Linked DNA regions of Mus musculus: region 2 is linked to region 1. The links are chromatin contacts, called in public HiChIP or PLAC-seq maps. All regions are on one chromosome and are shown on one strand. The core of a region is the stretch at or near the end of the contact, and the rest is flanking DNA. Distances in the headings are between cores, read along the strand shown. Region 1 has its middle 16 kb from the start of Gm21123. Region 2 overlaps Mrvi1 (MRV integration site 1).

Evidence for each region. HiChIP or PLAC-seq counts read pairs in DNA pulled down with a chosen protein or histone mark.
Region 2: a FOXA1 HiChIP or PLAC-seq map of pancreatic cancer cells shows a contact between it and region 1. The contact joins two enhancer-like sites. A contact is called at or near these places in 10 of 39 promoter capture datasets (3T3-L1-derived adipocytes, cranial neural crest, embryonic stem cells and 6 more), 3 of 115 datasets of contacts at active chromatin or transcription factors (bone marrow-derived macrophages, microglia and pancreatic cancer cells) and 1 of 9 other capture datasets (embryonic stem cells).

Annotation. Positions count from the first base shown.
Region 1 is chr7:110,713,897-110,717,690 of GRCm38.p6, reverse strand. No RefSeq gene overlaps it. Among named protein-coding and RNA genes, the nearest start is that of Gm21123, 16 kb to the right of the region's middle. Within about 2 kb of position 2,015, at least 108 of the 459 cell types and tissues checked have an H3K27ac peak or open chromatin away from gene starts, as enhancers often do. A contact at or near this core is called in pancreatic cancer cells, where this site is marked.
Region 2 is chr7:110,893,533-110,897,398 of GRCm38.p6, reverse strand. It overlaps Mrvi1 (MRV integration site 1), which reads left to right. Exons shown (of 21, transcript NM_194464.3): 15 at 1,464-1,605. Among named protein-coding and RNA genes, the nearest start is that of Gm16336, 9.5 kb to the left of the region's middle. Within about 2 kb of position 2,553, at least 49 of the 459 cell types and tissues checked have an H3K27ac peak or open chromatin away from gene starts, as enhancers often do. A contact at or near this core is called in pancreatic cancer cells, where this site is marked.

The DNA.
Region 1 (3,794 bases), core at 766-3,265:
TTCTGTCTCTGACTCTCTTTTCCTCTCTTTCTCTCTCTGGGTGTCTGTCTGTCTGTCTGTCTCTCTCTCTCTCTCTCTCACTCTCTCACACACCACACACACACACACACACACACACACACACACACACACAGGTTCTACCCCTCTGGATAACCTGAGTAATAATAATACACTCTTTTCTTCTACTTCATCCATAAACAAGGGTGCAACCTTAGCGTCCCTCAGTGGCATGGAGGACTTCGAGGACATCAAGGGCCCTGGGTACCAGGCTGAGCATCTGCTCCTTGCAACCCTTCCAGGAAGAGCCTGACTCATATCCAGTGCTGAGTCTCTTGCAGCCATCGGAGAATGCTACTAGAAAATGGATTTAATTAAAAAAAAAAAACAAAGTTGACACTAAGGTCAAGCATCCACATCAAAGATTACATATCAGAACGAGACAGTCACCAAGACCTCGATTTCCATTGCACAGTGACTCACTTGCTTATTCAACAAATCTTTACCGAATGTGTGTATAGGCCAAGTTTTCTTCTAGGTGCTGAGAATGCAGCAACAAAGGAGACAACCACACTCAAGCAGGAGAGACAGGGAACGTGCAGACTGAGATCTAATACCTTCTGTGTTGAGAAAAGGCTCTGGAAAGAAACTGAGCCCAGGAGGAGAGTGGACCAAGAGAGGCAGGTGAAGAAGGTCTAGCTGCTGTAAGATGTACAGAGGCTACAGTTCAAGTGACATTTGAAAGGAGGTCAGAGGTAGGCCAGGAAGCTCTAAGAGGAAAGCAGCTTCAGAGAGCAGCCAGCGACGGTAGAGCTCCCAAGGAGGCAACGGGGTGAGCGGCTTGAGCCAGCAGAGCCAGGACGGATCTAGGAGGGAGAGCAGAGAAGCAGCAGAGGCAGGCCAAGCATGGACTGAAGAACAGACAGTCACTAAATGTAGGTCCAAGAGAGGTGTCCTAACTGTAAAACTCCCAAGAGGAGGCAGTTCAGAGTGTGAGGACCTGGGTTTGAGATCCATCAACAAGAGACAGCTCACAAGAAAGAGAAGAAAGGGAAGGGGTAGGGTTCCCTAGATAGTGATTCAGGGCCCACCATTCCTGAGCTGCAATATACCCAGAGAAACCCATGGATAAACTTCCTGCCTCTTTTGTTTTGTCTCATCCCTAGAGGTAGGACTGGCTTTAACCCCAAGGTGAAGTAGTTGAGGATGGGAGGAAGGCCAATGAGGGAGAAGGCCACCAAGATCCATCTCTGCAAGTTGATGCTGGTATTACTTTTGGCTTTATTTGTTTGTTTGATTGATTGGTTGATTGGTTGGTACTTTTTTGGTTTTTAAGACAGTTTCACTTTGTAGCCCAGGCTACCCTTGAACTTATTATATAGCCCAGGCTTGCACCCAAACTCTTAGTGACCCTCCTGTCTCCACATCTTACCATCTTTCTATCCCTCCAACAACATTCTATAGTTATTGCCAACACTTGTCCCTTATCCACCACTGATTCCATATGGTGGGGAGAAGAGAGAGAGAGACCCTGTTCAAGTGTCAGGATCACCCACAATCGGAAGGTGGAGCCTTCCTCCCTGAAAAAGTTGCTTGGCGATCCCTGTTTAGTAAACAAAGACAAGTAACTAGTCATAAAGGGCTCTGCCCCATCCCAGTGTGTCCTCTAAAGCCCAGGATAGGGGCAGCAAGAACCCAGGTCCCTTGTGCTAAGCCCCGAAGCAAATTCAAAGCCCTCAGCAAGAAATTGTTCCTGAGCTGGAAGCCAGAGCGGCACGCTGTGTTCTCCTACCCCTCAAAGAGACGTGCCGCTTCCTTTTCCAATGTCCCCTTTCTGTCTGGAACATGGGGAGGACTATGAGTGCCACACACACACACACACACACACAACTAGAGCTGGTGACTCAGAGGCCACCTGCATCTATTTTCTAGCTCTGCCTGTGGCACATCCTCTGTTCCTGCTTCCAAGCCGCCAGTGAGCAGTGCCCTCTGCCTGGGCTACATCTGAACACTGAAGCATTCTTTCAGGATTTGTCACTTTCTGAGAGGGCTTACATAAAGAGGAACTGTTTCCAGGACTGAGCAAGGACTCACCAATGGAATTTAGAACAATCCTCGGAAAAGCTAGTCCCCTAGAGAAGGGAAAATTCCCTGCCCTAGCAGACTCATCACTTGCGAGCAGCCCTGAGCCTGCAGGGACCCTCCAAGGAGAAGAACAGTAGAGAACCCAACCCCTGAGCCCTGTGCTCTGGAAGTTTTACAGAGCCTGGATGCTAGGGCTGTTTATGGGGATGGAATGAGAAAGCTCTCACTACCCTGCCTCTTCTCGATAAGCACACATCCCAGCCTGCAGCTCTTTGATACCAACTTCATGTTCCCCCACACTGCTCCCATCTGCTGGAGATGCTCAGATGCTTCTCAAATCTCTCAAAGACAGCAGCCAAAGCTGATCTCTGAACACTTGGCTCCACTCTGCAAAGATACCCTGTTTGCTATCTCTATCTAATGACCTCAGGTTTGGGCAACCTGGGAGTCGGGCATGAAGGCCCCTTGCCCTGGACTGCCAGCTCTACGCTCAGAAGTGTCTCCCGTGAGATGAGATCAAGCCACCATCACTTCCCCATAGACTTTGGAGTAAGGACCTTTAGTGGAAGCTTCCTGACCGGTACTCACCTTCCCTTAGATTTTGCCTCAGCTGTGTCTCCTGCATTCAACCTTCACCACACTTCATTCGACTCTCTGCCGTGCTATTCTTCAACCGGTCTTTCTATAACATATTTTCTTTACTCCCTCGGAGCCTTAGATTCTTTAAAGAGAGAGTTTCACTATGTAGCTCAGGTTGGTCACAAATACAATGCAGGCAAGGATGACTTTGAACTCCTGAGCCCCTAGCTTCAACCATCTAAGCACTGGGATTTTAGGTGTGGCCTTAACATTTTTTTCCCTTCTTTGTGATTGTGTGTATGTTGTTGATTCTCTAGTACAGTTTTCAGATCTCAGGGTCTCCTCCCAGAGAGCTTATGCTGACACCCTCTTGCTCCCTTTTGGTCTTCCCTTTATTTCCTACATAGCATTTAGCCAACACAAGGCATATTTTAACAATAATTATATGCTTGCCTGTTTCTTGTCAGTCTTCCCTGCTATTGCTTCTCATGAGCATAGATTGGAAATAGGCACTTCAGAGAGCCCTGGGAATCAGAACCCTGGAGTTCAGGGGAGAGAACAATATTCCTTGAGGGAAGAGAGCATTTCTCACACCATGTTCCTACTGTCTATCTCAGATCCTGGCAGAGAATTTTCCTGGATGGATGGATGGATAGATGGATGGATGGATGGATGGATGGATGGATGGACAGAGGGTATATGGATGGACAAATGGATGGATGGACTGATGGGTGGATGGACTGATGGGTGGATGGATGGATGGATGGATGGATGGATGGATGCTGGCTGCCTAGATGGATAGATGGATAGATGATGATGTATAGGTAATGCATGGATGATGGGTGAATTGATAAATGATGGTTGGATGGGATAACTTTAGTTTTGAGCAAAAAGTAATGGAAACCATGCCTAAGAAATGGGGAGTCGTGAGAATAGACTCTGTACCTACAGGAACCTTGGAGACCCATTTTAGAAATGTGGACAATGTCATTTCAGCCCCTGGATGAGAAAACTCACCCATGAGTGCACTCAGGAAATACCTTCCTGAATGATGAGATGGAAAATGAAAACCAAATGGCTGAGGAATGTGGCCTACTTCCCTCACTCTTCACTGAGGGCAGAGCTGCTTGGGC
Region 2 (3,866 bases), core at 1,304-3,803, 180 kb before region 1:
CTGACTCAGCATTGTGACCTAGGAAGTAGCTCATCGGGGAACAATACCACCAGAAGGATGCTAGGGAAGAGGCGGGTTTCAGTCCCACATGGTGGTGGGGACATTTATAGGGAAATCCCTCTAAGATAGACAGGGCCTAAGCTGCGTCCTCTGTGGACTCTAGGGAGCATGGAAAAAGGAACCCCCCCCCCACATCTCCATTGTATGTAACCCTTCCAAATATATTTCTAGTTCTCTATGTTATAGAATCTGTCTTTACTCTTCTCTTCTTTATTTGTACTTGTTTGTTTTTAAATTTTTATGTGTTTTTATATATCTGTGAGTATTTTGCCTGCACCTGTGTGCCACATGCATACCTGGTGCCATCAAAAACCAGAAAAGGGTGTCAGATCCCCTGTGACTGGAGTTACAAACAGTTATGAACTGCCATGTGGGTGCTGGGAACTAAACCCAAGTCCCCTGGAAGAGCAGCCAGTGCTTTTAGCCACTAAGCCATCTCTCCAACCCCCTACTTATTTACTTTCAGGCAGAATTTAACTATGTAGTATAGTCTGGCCTCAAACTCATGTTCCTCTTGCCTCAACTACCTGAGTGCTAAGATCCAGACATGCACCACCATACCTGGCTTGTAACCTTCGTAACGTGGTCCTTCCACCTTGCCTTCTGTCCCCTACCCTGCCTTGTGGTCCCCCCCCATCGTCTGTGTCTCAGCTCTTGCTCTCCTCCCTGCTTCCCCTGGACCAGCTGAGACACTTGCTTCCTGTGGCGCTCACTCCACAGGTCTCATTCACATCTGCCCTGTCTCCGTTCATGACTCCATCATCCCCCACTTTAACATGATCAGGAATTCCTCTTTGCCTGCACAGAAAGTTAAGACTCTCACCTAGTACATTAAGTCCTCATGACCCAGCCCTAGAGCGCTTCTTCCCAGCAACCCCGAGTGCTTGTTGATCTTCTATATGAAGCGGGAGTTCATATAAAAGTGCGAGGCTGACTTGCAGAAGCCCTTGGGTGTGCTCAGAGTCCCAGCGTAGTATGGAATGGTGCCCACTTTCATTCTACAGGATTCCTGTCTGGAGGATAAATCTACATAGAAGACCTGTGAGGAACTGCCCCTGGCTCTGGCCTTGAAGTTCTCTGGTCTTGGGCCTTTGTCTATCCTGCCCATGTCTGTGTGCCTACGCTCCACAGCAGTGACTTCAAGCCATGCCCAGAAAGCCATCCCCATCTACTCTCTCCTAGAGTAAACCAATCCTTTCCTTCTCTAACCTTTTACAGCCTGTGGCAGTGTCTTTCTCCTCCCTGGACACGACAACCCTCAGCCCAGTGCCACAGGCAACAAACTCTCAGGACAGATCTGATTTCATCTGACGGTCCCTGCGGCCTTTCTGCTGAGCTCAGAGTAGAGTAACTGGTGCTTTTCTTCAGCTGTCGCCATGCACCTGTGCCCTTGTTCCCCGCAGGAAAAGCGCATGTCAAAGGCCACGGAAGTGATGATGCAGTATGTGGAGAATCTGAAGAGAACGTATGAGAAGGACCATGCTGAGCTCATGGAATTTAAGAAACTTGCAAATCAGAATTCCAGTCGCAGCTGTGGGCCCTCTGGTAAGAACCAGGCTCCCGTCCTCATTGTGAGGACAGGTCCCCCATGGCTTGGACCTCAGGGATCAGGACAGCTTGGTGGCTATATCTGGCTGGTTGAAACTCCTCCACCTCTGCCCAGAGCCACTCATGGGGCCATTACAGCAGCTGCTCTAGTGAGGATGGCGTCCTGGAATCTGAAACATAAAAGGTACCAAGGGTTTCCCAACTCCTGGTAATTAACCAAAGTGGCAGATGCCAAGCATACTCTGATTTCCATGCCCCTCGGATTTCCCCCTTTGGACATCACATGCTAGGACATTGAGCCTTATTCTAGAAAGCATGAAGGATCCAAGACATTCTGTCAGGGAAACATGACCATTGAAGTGGCTCACTGTAAGTGTAGCACAGCATTTATATAACTGGAGCAGATCGGCATCCCTAGTCCACGCTGGCCTCAAACTCATGAGACTGCTTATTCCGTTGTGTCTGGCAGAAGTGTTTAAGTATTCCAATCAAAGGATATTTAATTTTTTCCAGTCGCCCCAAAGAGCAGAACCAGAAAACATTCTATATGAAGCGGGAGTTCATATAAAAGTGCGAGGCTGACTTGCAGAAGCCCTTGGGTGTGCTCAGAGTCGCAGCATAGTATGGAATGGTGCCCACTTTCATTCTACAGGATTCCTGTCTGGAGGATAAATCTACATAGAAGTCCTGTGAGGAACTGCCCCTGGCTCTGGCCTTGAAGTTCTCTGGTCTTGGGCCTTTGTCTATCCTGCCCATGTCTATGTGCCTACGCCCCACATTAGTGACTTCAGGCCATGCCCAGAAAGTCATCCCCATCTACTCTCTCCTAGAGTAAACCAATCCTTGCCTTCAGCTGTCGCCATGCACCTGTGCCCTTGTTCCCCGCAGGAAAAGCGCATGTCAAAGGCCACGGAAGTGATGATGCAGTATGTGTATTTGTAAGAATATTGCAACAGTCCGGGGCAGGGTTGGAGTCTGGGCAGTGGGGCAGAAAAGGCCTAAACTAAGTGAGATATTCCCGTGACAAACAGCAGATGCGTGGCAAGACACACGCTTCAGTGATTCTTTTCTTAATGTTTTAGAAGTTCTAGACAAATTGGTGTAAGACAGAGAAGGGCCACCTGAGTTTGCTCAGGGAATCAAGGATGGATACCTCCTGGGAGGTCATCTCTGCAGGGTTTTAAAGTAAAAGGAGGAAGAGGAAGAGGAGGAGGGGGAGGAGGAGGAGGAGGAGGAGGAGGAGGAGGAGGCAGTATGTGTAAGATGTGGAGGAAGCACAGGTTGCAGCGCAAGGCTGACCACCGTCCAGGCCATAGTAGTAACCATGCCTTTGCCCTGTAGAACAGGGAGTCGGTCAGAAGCATGTCACAGGACACACCCATACTTTATGTTTGTACTACTCTGACTTCATCGAGCACAGTGTGTTTGCAGAGTATCAAAGCTGAAGTCAGGAAAGATAAGCTCAGAGGTTCTTGCTCAGTCCAGGAGGAAAATGATAGTACGTTGGACCAGAATCTCTCCCCAGATGCTGCTAGGGCTGTGAGTCTGGTCCAGGAGAGTGCTAGCTGGAGAAGCAAACAGCTTGTCACATTAGGAACTCCTGCGGAATGCAAACATCCGTGTTACCAAGAACAGGAGGAGGGAAAGTATAACAGACCGAAACCCTTTATAAACAGGAGGTTCCGCAAGCTTCCTGGGGATATCAGTGAGACTTGCCAGAGTCCAAAGGCCATGTACATGTGCTCAGGGCTGTCTGCTTTGGATCTTGGCAGCCAGGTTCCCCAGCCACAAGCATCTGGACCCCTAACAAACTGCTCTCGATACAAATGGAAAGTGGATTCCAAGAAAACCCTAGCATGTAGGTTCGGGTAATTATTTCTGTACAAGGCTCATATCTCCTGTAAACTAATGTACCAGAATTTTGCGGATGAAGTGATTGTCATTATAGAGGAATCTTGTAGAGGAATCCTAGCACCTGGGAGGCAAAAACAGGCTTACTGCAAGTTTGAGGCCAGCCTGGGCTATAGAACAAGAGCCTGTCTCTCGCTATGCTCTATGGGATCATCGGTTACCCAGGGGTCTCATTCATCCATTCTAAGATGCTTTTTGAGCACTTTTGGTATGCCCTGAATGGCATAGCCCCAGTCCTAGTGCTACAAGAAAAGGAAGCAGACAAGCACCAGTTACTCTACTCTGAGCTCAGCAGAAAGGCCGCAGGGACCATCAGATGAAATCAGATCTGTCCTGAGAGTTTGTTG